Regions from separate parts of the Zea mays genome. Here region 2 is linked to region 1. The links are chromatin contacts, called in public Hi-C maps. All regions are on one chromosome and are shown on one strand. Each heading gives the region's core, a stretch centred on a gene start, on an enhancer-like site or on the middle of the called end of the contact. The rest is flanking DNA. Distances are from core to core; before and after follow the strand shown.

What was found. A called contact is a pair of places that touch in the nucleus more often than the background predicts.
Region 2: a Hi-C map of endosperm shows a contact between it and region 1, with 1.7 times the contacts expected there. The contact joins the promoter of LOC100280869 here to the promoter of LOC103639558 in region 1. A contact is called at or near these places in 2 of 25 Hi-C or Micro-C datasets (bundle sheath and endosperm).

The regions. Positions count from the first base shown.
Region 1 is chr9:158,645,189-158,652,654 of Zm-B73-REFERENCE-NAM-5.0, forward strand. It overlaps LOC103639558 (xyloglucan galactosyltransferase KATAMARI1 homolog), which reads left to right and starts at 3,012. Exons shown (of 1, transcript XM_008662293.4): 1 at 3,012-5,457. The coding sequence starts at 3,304. The coding sequence ends at 5,043.
Region 2 is chr9:158,828,903-158,836,368 of Zm-B73-REFERENCE-NAM-5.0, forward strand. It overlaps LOC100280869 (cyclin-dependent kinases regulatory subunit), which reads left to right and starts at 3,656. Exons shown (of 4, transcript NM_001153789.1): 1 at 3,656-3,822; 2 at 3,985-4,065; 3 at 4,163-4,223; 4 at 4,344-4,928. The coding sequence starts at 4,013. The coding sequence ends at 4,493.

The DNA of each region.
Region 1 (7,466 bases), core at 1,762-4,261:
GCTTCGCCGAGTGCTTCCGGCACTCGGCGAAGAGGTTGATTCCGGTAGTGGTTGGGGGTAGTGTGGATGCGACTGATGCACTCCTCTAAATCACACAAATGGATCACGAGAACATGGCTTCAAAAATAATTTGATACGTTCACAACCGTAGTCTCGCGACAACAACTCCAACAAGAGCAACATCGACACCAAGTTCAAGTGCCGGTTACACTACATGAGGAGACATTTTGTCATTAATTGTTGGCACATGTTTGATGAGGACTTTGTCCTAGTTGAGCGTTATGATAGATCGACTACATATTATGTGGTAGATTCTAATTGGTATACAGACACATTAAAAACTCGGACTGTTAAGGCCTAATCGACTCGTGGTATTGTCCCCTGGTCGGCATCAAAGCGCACACAACTGTTAAAGGGCTAAGAAGAAGACCTTCTCACATAGTCCGAGAAAACCCCAAACCACTGGCCCACCCATACACAGCGACACCACAACCCTGTTAGAGGGGCACCGCAACCCTGTTAGAGGGGCTGGCCACAGACCCTATTTTAGGGTTTAGCGAGGGGATTTTTTTGTACCCTAGGGTTCCCCAGCGGCACCAACACGGACACACTGAGGTTCGATCTATGGCTAGCTAGGAGCGGTCAAGCTGTGCTAACTGGCCCGACCAAAGGTCTAAGATGAGTCACAAATCCTGAGGTATCGAAGATTTATCACTCCCTAGTCCTCATTTGAGAACTGTAGCCCAGCACAAGGGTGTTGCTCCCCCTTGATCACGCAAGGACCATGTGCTCTCTATGGGTTGGTTCTTTGCCACTCCGGCATGGTGTGCTCCCACAATCATGTACGCATTGAGTTGGGTCACCCATAAGCTTTTTGGTGATCATTGAACTCCTGATCACCACCAAACCATTTAGGTGATGCCGATCATCAAGAGTAACAAACGCAAGCTCTCACCCGACATTGAACAATGCTTGCACACTATCTTTTCTCAATGCTCTATTAAAGGCTGTTAAACATGTGATTATCAACTCTTAAGTTTCTCGCTAGGCAAAGGCTCTTCCTCGTACTCCAAAGGGTTTCGTTAGCTGACCAAATGGACAAGAGAGCTAGGATGGACAAGTAGGGTAGAACGGGCTACCCAATCTTGAACTCAGAATGTTTGGGTACATGAACTTTCGGTGTACCCATTCTTTATTGCACTAGTTCGGGTACTGTTCCTCAAAATCTGAATTTCAAAAACCAGAAAAGCCCTGCCCAAAAGTACGTGTGTGAACCGAAGTCCTAGAGCGACTTCCAATCATGTATTTCATGCTTAGAGGTTATTTACCATTTTATGAGTGAAAGGGTTACAAAGAAGCTTCTTGAGATTGAATCTGTAGCCACTGTAGATTAGGTTACAGGTGGTTTCACTAAAGCTATTTTGGTGTGGCAGCTAGAAAACTTTAAGTAGTACAATGTGCACTTGGAAAAAATGTGATCGAAGTGGGCTATTTACATATTTTTTGGTCCAATCTCTTTCTTGTAGGATACACTTCATAGTAGGATAATTCAAAAATCAATTTTATAATATTTTGTATTATCTTAATACTACTACAGTCCTACCCATATGCTCTATCGTATAAAAAAGTGAACCCTGCATATATAAATACAAAGACAATGCTCTAGAAGAATGCAACGCTTTCGAATACAAGTATATACTGAAAGTTTCCCCAGCGATGAATACGAGTACTTATTTTCATGTGGATACATCGTCAATATCAAACTATTCGCTTCAGACTAACTAAAATCAGTTGTTCGGACTGTGATAACTATAATCTATATATACAAAAGACTGTAGAAACAATAGAAATTGCTTGCGATTAAAGTCAAACGAATAACAACGTTGATCGCCACGCTATTTTACAAGAAGAAACATGTCTTGGGTTGACGGACACTTTTGTCCCGTGGAACTTTGTCGTGTTTTGTGCAGAACGCCGAGGAGAAGAGTGATAGAGTATTGGCTGTTTCATCAGTCCAAAAACAACGAGATTGCGTATCTAATCTGGGCTCCAGCAGACCTGAACATTACGGGCTTAAAGTACTAGTACTCCGTACGTAACAACACGTCATCTGGCGCCCTTGGAACCCCAGCCCAAAGACAAACAATGCACGTGTGCAAGTTTCAAAACCTCTCCCGGTTTTACGTTTACGAGTCCCGACCGGGGTGTAAAAAAAAAGAGCAGGATGAGGCAGTGTCGGCAGAACGGAACCGTCCCCCGGCCCACATCCCCTTTTGGGCTTTGGCGTGTCGGTCGCCTGCCCTGCCGCCGCGTGCCTTTCGCGAACCTGTCTGTCCTTTGGATCCGTGTGTGTGTGTGTGTGTGACCGGCTCGCCGTTTTTGCCCCGCAGCTGGTTTGACGACCTCCTCAACAGAGTCAACAGGCGTAAGCCCATCGGCAACGATTGAGCGGCCAGTTGTTTTTTTGTAATCCTCACAGTCGTACATCGTAGTATGCCAAAGTACAGGACAGGATGTAGGTCGGCTAACGCCTAAAAATGATTCGTGCCGTGACATTTTAGTGCCCTTATTATTTACAATAAATTTCTAGGTCAACTGGAATTTGCAAATGTCTGGCTTCGAAATGTTCTTCAGTCTGTTGTCGCCACAACAAAAAAAAAAGTTCCTGTCCCCTGTTTCGAAAGGGCGGGCGTCAGTTTCCGGTGGCACAGGTCTCAGCAGCAAGAAGACACGATCTGCGTGCCACAGCTGTAGACCACCGGCAACGGCTCACGCCGGTGACCGGACTCGCCCGGGTAGTCACGACCCGTCACGCCGCGCCCGGGGGTCCCGGCGCACAGATTCGTTGCTTCCTTCCGTCATCTCCAGCGGCCACCGCGACATGCAAAGGCGGCCGCGGCTACGCGCACGCCACTACTGCTCCCACGTCCCGCCGCGCAAGCGAATAGCGAACACGGCCGTCCGCCACGTCTGGGTCTGGCCCCCGTCCCCGCCTCCAAATCCTAGAAAACGATACAAACAAATCCCACGCCGGCCGGACGCCGCCCGCGCTAATAGCCCTCCCTCCGCCAGTCCGTCGTCCGGAGCGCAAGCCTAACCAAAACCTCCCTTTTCCCCTCCGTTCCACTCCACCCCCACCCCCACCCGAACCCCACCTGCCCCGGTCTCGCGCGATCCGCCGATCCGGTTTCCGCGTCGCCAGCGCCCCCGTCCCGACCCCCCCGCCGTTGTTTCGTCGCCTTGTTGCCGTGTCGGTGCGGCGTTGCCTGGCTGGCGCGAGGGGGAGACGCGCGGAGGTCTCCCATGAGGCGGCGACCGGTGCTACCGTCCCACCACGACGACACGGACAAGGGCGGCGGGAAGCCGGCGCCGGCGCGCCTCTGTTTCCTCGCCACGCTCTGCGCCATGTTCTGGGTCCTCATCTTCTACTTCCACTTCGCCGTCCTCTCCGACGAGCCCGCCGCCGAGGCCCGCATTGCGCGCGCCCACACCCGCGTTCCCGAACAGGACGGCGCCGGCGCCGGCGCGTCCCGCGTCGACCTTCCCCGCGCAGAGGAGCCGGAGGACGAGCGCGCCGCCGGAGTCCGCCGGGAGGTGGCGCCGGCGTCGTACCCGTTCGAGCGGGCGCTCAGGACGGCGGAGAACAAGAGCGACCCCTGCGGCGGCCGGTACATCTACGTGCACCACCTGCCGCCGCGGTTCAACGAGGACATGCTCCGGGAGTGCGAGAAGCTCAGCGTCTGGACCAACATGTGCAGGTTCATCACCAACGACGGCCTCGGCCCGCCGCTGGGCAACGACGAGGGCGTGTTCTCCGAAACCGGATGGTACGGCACCAACCAGTTCTCCGTGGACGTCGTCTTCGGCAACAGGATGAAGCAGTACGAGTGCCTGACCGAGGACTCGTCCGTTGCCGCGGCCGTGTTCGTGCCGTTCTATGCCGGGTTTGACGTGGCGAGGTACCTCTGGGGCTATAACATCACGACGAGGGATGCCGCGTCGCTTGATTTGGTGGAGTGGCTGATGAAGAAGCCCGAGTGGAGCGTGATGGGTGGGCGGGACCATTTCCTCGTCGCGGGGAGGATCACTTGGGACTTCCGAAGGCTGACGGAGGAAGAGTCGGACTGGGGCAGCAAGCTGCTTTTCCTGCCGGCTGCAAGGAACATGTCGATGCTCGTGGTGGAGTCGAGCCCGTGGAACTCGAATGATTTTGGGATACCATATCCTACGTACTTCCACCCAGGCAAGGACGCCGAAGTTTTCCTTTGGCAGGATAGAATGAGGAGCCTGGAACGCCCGTGGCTCTTCTCGTTCGCAGGCGCTCCACGTCCTGGCGATCCCATGTCCATCAGAGGGCAGCTCATAGATCAGTGCAGGGTCTCGAGCGTTTGTAAGTTGTTGGAGTGTGACCTTGGGGAGAGCAAGTGCCACTCCCCGAGCACGGTCATGAAGATGTTCCAGAGTTCTTTGTTCTGCCTGCAGCCCCAGGGCGACTCCTACACGAGAAGATCTGCCTTCGACTCCATGTTGGCTGGCTGCATACCTGTTTTCTTCCATCCCGGTTCAGCGTACGTCCAGTATACATGGCATCTTCCAAAGAACTATACAAGGTACTCTCTGTTCATCCCTGAAGATGACATCCGATCTAGAAATGCCAGCATTGAGGAGAGGCTGAAGAGTGTCCACCCAGATGTGGTCAAGCAAATGAGAGAAGATGTCATCAACCTAATACCAAAGGTGATATACGCTGATCCAAGATCGAAACTAGAGACCTTGAAAGATGCATTCGATGTTTCCATAGAGGCGATCATCAACAAAGTGACAAAGCTGAGAAGAGATATCATCGCAGGACAGGAAGACAAAGGTTTTGTTGAGGAGAATAGCTGGAAGTATAGTCTGTTAGAAGACGGACAGCGGACAATTGGACCTCACGAGTGGGATCCATTCTTCTCAAAACCCAAAGATAAAGGTGGAGATTCTGGCGGTCCATCTGCTGAAGCTGCCAAGAATTCTTGGAAAAGTGAACAAAGAGGACATAATTGAACCATGAGCTTGCCATCTTTGAGATGAGACCAAGGGAGTAGAGTTAGCCATGCTCTCTGGAAGATGCTCTGATGCATGTACTTTGCAGTTTGCACATAGGAGAAGATCAAATAGCTATGGTGATCATGAACATCATTAATGGTCTATGTCACCCCTACAGACTACAGTAGTACGAAGCCACTCCACCAAAAACGCTTTTTTGGGGAAATTTGGAACACAGCCTTTACTCACCCCCTATAAATACCATTTTTTTCACACTGATTTTGCTGTTTTTGCTTAATAATCCTTTGTAAACCATTACAGGATTTAGAGGTGTATCAATTTTTGTTCTTGTATTACTTTGTTTGTTTTGCTCTGTTCAAACTTAAGAGCTATATGTTTTAGAATTTGTGGATATTACTAACAATTTGTTCACATGTTCAATATGTAATCCAAGAGGGACACATTTAGGCAAATTTTCTCGTACATATTGCAATTGTATACTTTAAAGAAATGTTTTGCAAAAATGGGATTTGAGATTACTCTGCTATATTTGTTCGTTTTTTATATGACTGTTTGTCTTTTTTTGGTCACTGGCGTAGCGACCTGCCCATTGCTCTCGGATTAATGATGTTGTGTTAGTTCTGTATGTACTGATGATCTGATGTTAGCTGGGACTGCAAGGTTTAAAGGGTGGGCCTTCAAGTAAGTTGGACCACGTTATCAATGTGTGTTCCTTCTCATGCCAGATCTATGTGACCATATGGGACCACGTCTCATCTGACACTATCTAATTGGGCTATCAACATTCAACAGCATATACCGGTGACGACAGTTATCCGATTGTCATGATTTCAACGGGTTTCACCAAGACGTCAGTTTAAACAAGCTTGGTATAACTATCTTCTGTGGAAACACATGATTACATATTTACATGCACATAGACTTTACCTCCTTAAGCACACTTAAAAGACTAGCTGATAGATCTTGAAATTGACGAGGACTAGTTTGAAAACGTAAATCCATGCCCCTTCATTTCCTAAGGTGAGTAGCCCCTTCGAGGCCTCCTTTGAAACAAGGGAAAAATGAAGGAATTTTAAAGGATTGAAACCCTATATTTTCTAGGGTGAGTAACCCTTTAGAGGCCTCCTTTGGAACATGAGAAAAATGAAGGAATTTCGAAAGATTAAAACCCTATAGAAAGTTTTCTTATGTTGTCCTTTAGAATAAAGGATTGAGCTACTATAAATCCTATAAAATTCTTATAGAATTGAGTATTATGGTGAGATTTTGGAGGATTTTTAATACGACGTTCAACCTCTTCAAAATTTTCCTATGAAATTAAAGGCGACATGCAACTCTAGTCCTACGTTTTTCTCATCCCTATGTTTTACTAATCCTACATTCTAAAGGAGGTCCTATGTTTTACAAATCCTCTGTTCCAAATGAGGCCTGAGTGACATTTGAATAAGAAATTTAGTTATTTGTGTCAGATTTCCCTCTCTGGGTTTAGCTCTAGTTGCTCCCAAACTAGACCCTATGGCTGAAATGCACTATACTATCGGTGCCGGTGGGCCGCATGTACTTGGCATGTAATGGTAAATGGTAATATTTCCAATATTCTCTTGGACATGGACCACCGACACCGGTAAGGGTTTGATAATTTTAATTATGATTCTCCGTTTGTTCATAGTGTCGCCGTATTTGCTCTTGGTTCGTGGGCAAATGTTGTCCTGCATGTTCTCCTGCTGAAGTTTGGCTTCATGAAAGCGGTGCATTGATCCGATGTCCGGGGCAGAAAATTTTGGCCCAAACAAGCAAGGCAAGCGGTGGTGTCACCTCAAAGCATAGGATCCAGCTGAGAACTGGCTGACGGCATAAAGCGTAAGGGGTTATTATCTATTGCATAATAGTTCTTGTAAGCCAATCAGTTTTGTCTTACCTTTGTTCAGTGCCATTGTGCCGAAGTCTGACAAAGCTAACCAAATCAAAATTAGGTTTAGTTAAGATCTTGCGGTCAATAGGCCAGTGGTTACTGTTGTCATCAACTGCATGGGAAGGAAAAAAAAAAGTAAAAATCAGTGCCATTGTCTACAGCGTGTTTTTTTTCCCAATCTGGGTTAGCAATAAGTTTTGAGAAAGAAAACATCATAGCTCGTATTTGGACTTTTGTTTCAGTTGGTCGTTTGTCTAAGTGTCTTGTTATGCTCAATAATATATATAGATCTAAAGCACTTTTCGGTATCTATTGTAAATTATGTTTTCATTAATTTTAGACACTATTTGGTTGGGTTTCTCTTTCTCCTTTAGCCACATGAAACCATTTCTAAAAGTTATTCTAAATCTTGCTCTCTAAATTATCATTTAGAGTCATTTACATAAAAAAATGATTGCTACATCTTTTAGCTCCATAGTATTTTTATACATTATTTTCACTCTAAAAC
Region 2 (7,466 bases), core at 2,406-4,905, 180 kb after region 1:
CTTTCACCCCTGTTGTTTGTCCTGGCAGCCGACCTTCTTCAAAGCATCATCAATAAAGCTAGGATGCAGAATCTTCTCAAGCTACCATTGCCTGACATTGGTGAACAGGATTTCCCGATTATTCAATATGCAGACGACACTCTTCTGATTTTGGAAGCATGCCCTAAGCAACTTTTTTTCCTAAAGGCAATCCTCAACTCTTTTGCCTCTTCTACTGGTCTGAAGGTTAACTACAACAAGTCAAATATGTTCCCTATTAACGTGTCTCCGGATAAAATGGTGATCCTATCCAGTACCTTCAATTGTAAGATTGGCGAGATGCCATTCACCTATCTTGGCTTGCCTTTGGGCCTGGTGAGACCTAGAAAGGAACACTACTTACCTCTTATTCAAAGGATTCAGAGGAGGCTGTCTTGCTCTTCAAATTTTTTGTCCCAGGCTGGGCGCCTGGAATTGGTTAATTCGGTCTTCTCAGCCTTACCAATGTTCTTCATGTGCACGCTCAAGATTCCTAAAACCATCATTAAGGAAATTGATATTTTCAGAAAGCACTGCCTGTGGAGAGGAAATGACATCAACTCCAAGAGGCCACCTTTGATTGCTTGGAATTCGGTCACTCAAAGGAAAGTGAATGGTGGCCTGGGTGTTCTTCGATTAGAAACGCAGAACGAGACTCTTCTAATTAAATTTTTGCATAAATTTTTCAACCACAGCGACTTACCTTGGGTCCATCTGATCTGGAACAATTACTACCTTACTCGAGGTCTCCCTGGTAATAGAAGCGTTGGATCTTTCTGGTGGAAGAGCATTGTAAAGCTTCTGCCAAACTTCAAAGGACTGGCTACCCCCGTCATTGGCAATGGCAGATCAATTTCATTCTGGGATGATCAGTGGAGTCAGGGCATCCCGAGGCATATTTTCCCAGAGCTCTTCTCCTTTGCCAAGAACTCAAAAATGACTATCAAAGAGGTCAAGGATCAAGAGCAGTTTCATGATCTTTTTCATTTACCTGTCTCTGATCAAGCGTTTGGTCAATTTCTGGTACTCAAGGGGTCTTGGGAGCAAATTATTCTTAATAATGTTCATGACCGCTGGAAGTATATTTGAGGATCGGACAAATTCTCGTCCCAAAAAGCTTACAGATCTTTCATGGGCCAGATGCAGACTCATCCTATCTACAAACTAGTTTGGAAAAGTAAGTGTCAGCCTAAGCATAGAGTCTTCTATTGGCTGTGGCTTAAGAACAGGCTAAACACCAGAAATATGTTGAGAAGGAGAAACATGGAGCTAGATTCCTATTCTTGCGAAAACTGCCTTTGGCAAAGAGAGGAGACCCTTTATCATCTTTTCCTCAGATGCAACTTCGCGAAAGCCTGCTGGAACTCAATTGGCATTGCCCCACCCAGAATTTCCAACCCTGAAGAGGCATCTGTGAACCTCAAACACCAGCTCAACGTTCCCTTCTCTATGGAGATCATTATTCTTATGACTTGGAGCATCTGGAAAAGCCGAAACGAGTGGCTGTTTTCAAACAGAGATCCCTCCGTGCTCCGCTGTACTCAGGAATTTAGTAGAGAATTGCGACTAATCATTCACAGAGCACGGGGAGAATTCGACACCTCAATCCCGAACTGGCTAAATTTGTGGCAAATATAGAAATAGCTCTTCCTTTTTCTTTCTTTTTCTCTTCTTTTTATTGATTGTAAAAGGACCAGGGCCTAATCTTTAATTTTCGCTTTCTAATAAAATGCGCAGTAGGGGTTTCCCCCCTCTTGATCCTTCAAAAAAATCAAGGCTACATGAAACTGGTTCGCCATTATCGCTTCGTTGTTGTCCGTTGCAAGGATAGTAGTGGCGTAGATATAGAGAAACATTATTTGTTAGGCTAGTTTGGAAACATCGTTTCTCTAAAGAATTTCTATTTTTTCAAAAAAAAGTTTTATTTTTTCTTAGAAAAATAGGAATCACTTGAAAATAGTGTTCTTAAACTAGCCTTTAGCGTGTTTACTTCTCGTCACACTTGGTTAAGTTGGCTTCGTCCCAGGGTTTTCGAGAGAGTCGCAGTCGTAGCAGGGACGGAGCCAAGGGGGGCGAGCACCGGACAGGGGCCTTGCCAGTGCTCTCCCTAGTCCTCCCGTATTGTCCATATATTTATACACATACAATATGAAAGTTGAAATTTTATTTGTTCAAATCAAATTTCCCTATCCAAGTAAAAATTTCTCATATTTTTTAAGCAGCAAATTCGTCGTTAATAATAAAATCGATAAATTTTAGCCCAAAGCTGTCACACGATGAATTGATGATTCACCTTGAGTATACAACCATCTAAAGCCAAATACATTACGATCACTTACTGATTTGATAAAAAGCCTTGTCAAATTGTGTAAAAATTCCATGTATCAAATAGTTTACATATTGTTAAGGTTAATGGTCACCCTTCCAGTCTCAACTGCAACTACTAAGAGAGCTTTTTAGCTACAAAACTTATCAAAACACATCTACAAAATAAAATGAGAAATGATTTTATGTGAAGTTATTTGATCATCTATATTAATATATAATTGATAGCTATGATCAATTTGAAGCTTTTAATTTGGCCGATCATTGTAGAAGCTAATTATTTTGATCTCTGCCGGAGTTAATTAATATATAATTATATGGTACAAGTATTTTTTAATTAATCTATTACCTATGCTATACATAAATTAGTATACATATGTGTATATATCTCGCGATATTTTTTCACCTTATAGTATTAGATGAATTGGCCTGTCACTCCTATGCCGTAATCCTGGCTCTGCCCCTGTGAGTCGTAGCAGCATCCTTCCACTTGTATGCCGTAATCCTGGCTCCGCCTCTGTGAGTCGTAGCAACATCCTTCCACTTGTCACTTTCTTTGCATCATAACATGTAAAATTAAATTTTTTGCAGCCTTTCTGAATTCAGAAACTACACTAGCAGCCGCAGCCGCAGCCGCAGAAAAAAGACAGAAGCGGAGTGTATTTATTACTGCTTCTCTCTCACGCGCAGGAGCGGCTGCAAACGGGCTCGGCCCAACTGAATGTTTACAGAGTTTACTCATCAACTCTGATGGGCTTGGGCCTGGAGTCCGGACTGCTTTTCTTTTTCCTTCAAAATGTTAAGGCCTTCCCTGGCTGAAGCTTCCTGAGCAAGTTTTCGTTGCTTCCGCATGTGACGGGAAACAGATCAAGTGGAAACGTGAACGCCGCCTGCGGGCCGTCACGCACCCGGAAGATACTCCTTGCTGCTAACGGTAACAACAACCAAAAAAAAATCTGCTTCAAAAAGAACAGCGGCAGATGATTTCATTCCCATTTCAAATCTTAGAACCTACTAGTATGGTTTTAATTCGAACCAAATAAATATAAAGACCGGGCGGTCTCATGTGAAACCGCTGTTTCGCGTTCGTGCTACTATCCAACTCCAACAACGGTCGAATCGAAACTCGCGCCAAGCCGTGACTTCAAAATTTGAAACTCCCTCCTCCTCCTCCTCCGGTCCACGCGCTCGCTTCCCTCTAATTTGAAATGCAAATCCACCCCACCCACCCAACAACGGAACGGAAGTACGGAACCGTGTGATCCCGCAACATTCTACTTGCCCTACCCGCCCCGGCCCATCTCGCCCGTGCATCTGCGCACCGACGGCCGGGTCCCTGCTCTTCCTTTCGATCCATTTAAATATATACGCTCCCCATCCCTTCCCATCGCCCCCACACCGTCTCCTCCACAACACGCTCCTCACCTCGCGGCGACTCTTGCCAGGGCACTCCTCCGCGAAAGCCGCATCCGCTCCAAGGTACTACGAGCGTCGCCTCCCCTCTTCTCCCCACCCCCAACTCCTTCGGTTTCTCGTATTCTCCGCGACTCCGCGAAACGTGCCTCTGTGAATCGTGGATTTGTACTGGTTCCTGTTCGATCCGGTAGGTGGTTTGCTGAAAATCTTGGAATCTTTCTGTAGGGGAGTTGATCGAGAAGCGTTGGTGGACATGGGTCAGATCCAGTACTCCGAGAAGTACTTCGACGACACCTACGAGTACAGGTAAGGACGAAACCCTCGCCGCCACGATCTGCACCTTTCCCCGTCTCTTCGGTCTGCTTTGGGTGGCAAAACCCTAAACCCCTTTTTGTCCGCGTAGGCACGTCGTCCTCCCGCCCGAGGTCGCCAAGCTCCTCCCCAAGAACCGCCTCCTGTCCGAGGTAAACGCCTGCAGTTCCACCTGCATTTATGTTGATTGCGTTCTTGCCCTGTTGGTTTGGTTATCTGATGCCTGGATGAATTTTTTGGTGTGGGGATTTTTCCCCTTCTCTTCTTTGCAGAACGAGTGGCGCGCGATCGGAGTGCAGCAGAGCCGCGGGTGGGTGCACTACGCGATCCACCGCCCGGAGCCGCACATCATGCTGTTCCGCCGCCCGATCAACTACCAGCAGCAGCAGGAGGCGGCTGCCGCGCAGATGCTGGCCAAGTGAGCCCCCGGTGGCCAGGGCGGCGACCAGGAACGTTTAAAACCCTAACCCCCTTTCCATCTCTAAAAGGGGCGTCGCTGTTCTGTTGATCAATTCCTCTATGCTGTTAGTTGGAAACTTCGGGTGTAGTTGGTGGATTTGCTGGTGTGTGCCTTGTGTTCGTGGAAATTCCTGTGAAGGAACTGCCATGTGTTAGGCTGTTACCATGCCCATTTTCTTAATACTATGTGTTGACTGTGATCAAGATGGCACTCATGCAGGGATGATATTTAATCTGTTTGACGTGATCTTTGTAATGGTGTGATCTGGTTAGTAGCACTGATATCATGTTTAATCTGTTATGTGTGATGGTCAGTATGGTCATGGTGATTTTGCATGATGAGAATTGTTACCTAGTGATCTAAGTTTATGTCAAGTGAACATGCTGTTAGTTGGAAACATGGGATCTAGTTGGTCGACTTTTTGGTGGGTGCCTTATGTTCGTGGAAATTCTGTGAAGGAACTGCCATGTGTTAGGCTTTGTTACATTGCCATTTTCTTAACACTATTCGTTACTGTGTGATCAAGATGTCACCTGTATCGATGATATTTAATCTGTGCATGTGATATTTGTAATGGTGTGATCTGGTTAGTTTCGCTGATATCATGTTTAATCTGTTCTATGAGATGACCAGTATGTTTATGGTGATTCTGCATGATGAATAGATTACGAGGTGAGAATTGTGACCTAGTGATCTTAGTTTATCTCAAGAGAATGCAATTCAAACATGTTAATCTAGAAACCAGCTAGTGAAATTAGCCTGTAATATTGGCTATATGATACATATGCATATATATCTTAGACTTTCTCCAGCTCACTCTATCACACTTACTATTTTAAATTCTCTATGCAAACACTACATTGTAAAACCGTACTTTGCACGACCGTTTATACGGCCTGCTGAAGATAACTTTATGATGTGTAGTTTTTGGTAGCACCTAGTATGATAAGGCCTAGTTTAGTCTCATTTGGTCCCTAAATAGATTAAAAGAGACTAAATCATATTAATTTCATCTTTTACCCTTCAATTATTCTAGTTACACTAATGATGGGAGAATGTTAAGGGCATTTTAGTCTTTTATAAGTCATTTAATGCGTTTGGAATACATAAGCTCCTGTAACCAAACAGTATTGAGACTAAACTTTAGTCTCTCAGCTAAATTTTAGTCGCTGGATTAAAGAAACCAAACATGTCCTAAATGGAGGGTTTTTTTGTTTCTTTTTTCTTGTTGCTTTTTACTTTTGTCTCAAGTGTATATATCGTTTGTTGAGAAAGTTTGACCAAATGTGTAGAAAATATAATGGTTATATAATGCATACTTAGCATAATTATATTGATAATGGAATGTGTTTTTATAATAAACAACATTTGAGATTTACTATTTTTGGTGTTTAGAGAAGTACATATCTCAGATACTTACAATACGTCTTTTAGGCTATCTCCAACAGCCTATCTATCACACTTCTTATTTCACTCCATATTTTAAACTCCACTATGTAAACATACATTACAAAACAATGTTTTTCACGTCTGTTTGCATGGTCTACTCGAGTTAGACTCAAGATCTTGTCAATATGTCTTTTGAGATCATACCGAAGGAAACCTACATTAAGCTCTTTTGGTGCTACCCTAGCACTCTTGGGGCACAACGTCTTGAAAAGACATGCCTAGTTTTGGCCAAATTTGAAAGGCCAAACCCTAGAGCCCTTCAAGGTTCTCTCGACATCTGGGTCCACCAGCAGGGGACCAAGCCCTAGTTTATCCAGGTTTGTTGGGTCCTACAAGAAAAGCCTTTAGAAGGACATTCCTTAGGACACTAGGCGATATGTCTTTGTTGCCACTTGCCACAAGTGTCGCTAGTCAAGACAACAATGTAGTACATTGTAGATAACATAACTCTATTGTTTATCATATGAAATACGATGGACGATATTGTGGTCAAAGCCTAAGACCTTCGTGCGATGTGTTTCTTATCGCTATATTTATGCCTGAACGTAGGACTGGACAAAATACTTGTGGCTCATCGACCTGCTCAACTCATGGCCACACAAAAGCAATACCTACATATATGATATATAGATAGAAATCGATCGTTCGAGTACCTAACTAGTTTTATTTAAAAAGTGACATTTCAAGTATGCCTTTTGCCCTTAGGTTATATCCAGAAGATCTTCTATCTCACCCTTTATTTTAAACTTCACTCTACAAACAATAGTTCCACGTCTCCTATTTTACTCTGTCTACGGGAGACAAGGCAGTCTCAGTTCTGATCACGAGGACTTCATTAGGGACTCAAACTCAACAAGACAACGCGATGTTGGTTGTCTCCTGCCAGAGTTGACAGCTGCCTAGAGTCTGCTATCCAGTTAGAGCTTTCTTATCAGGCGTGTATATATTAGGACTAGTTAGTTGTCTGTGCATTGCTATGATTTTTATATATCATATAATTAGACTTTATTCAAATAAGATATTTATTTAAACTTGGTTATATTTTTTTCGTTTTCAAATTATTGGTATATGTGTATATATTTACTGTACCTTTCGTTTACATAACACAAATAAGCATGAGTTACTGTGACAGGAGCCAAACGTTTTATGCTAAGCGAGTAGGGTTTAAATCCACACACCTTTTTTTAGGATGCTATCCATTTGGATGATCAGTTATTCATTGCTCCTTATTTCTCCCGTCATAGTACTAGGCTCTGGCGGTTTATTTAAGGGGTGTTTGGTTGCTCCTGCTAAAGTTTAGCCCGGGTCACATCAAGCGTTTGACTTTTAAATAGGAGTATGAAATATAGACCCAACCAACTGGACTAGATTTGTCTCGTCTTTTAATCTTCGGCTGACAAATTAGTTTTATAATCCGACTACATTTAATACCCGAAACGGAGGTTCAAACATTCGATGAGACATGGGCTAAATTTTAGCGGGGTGT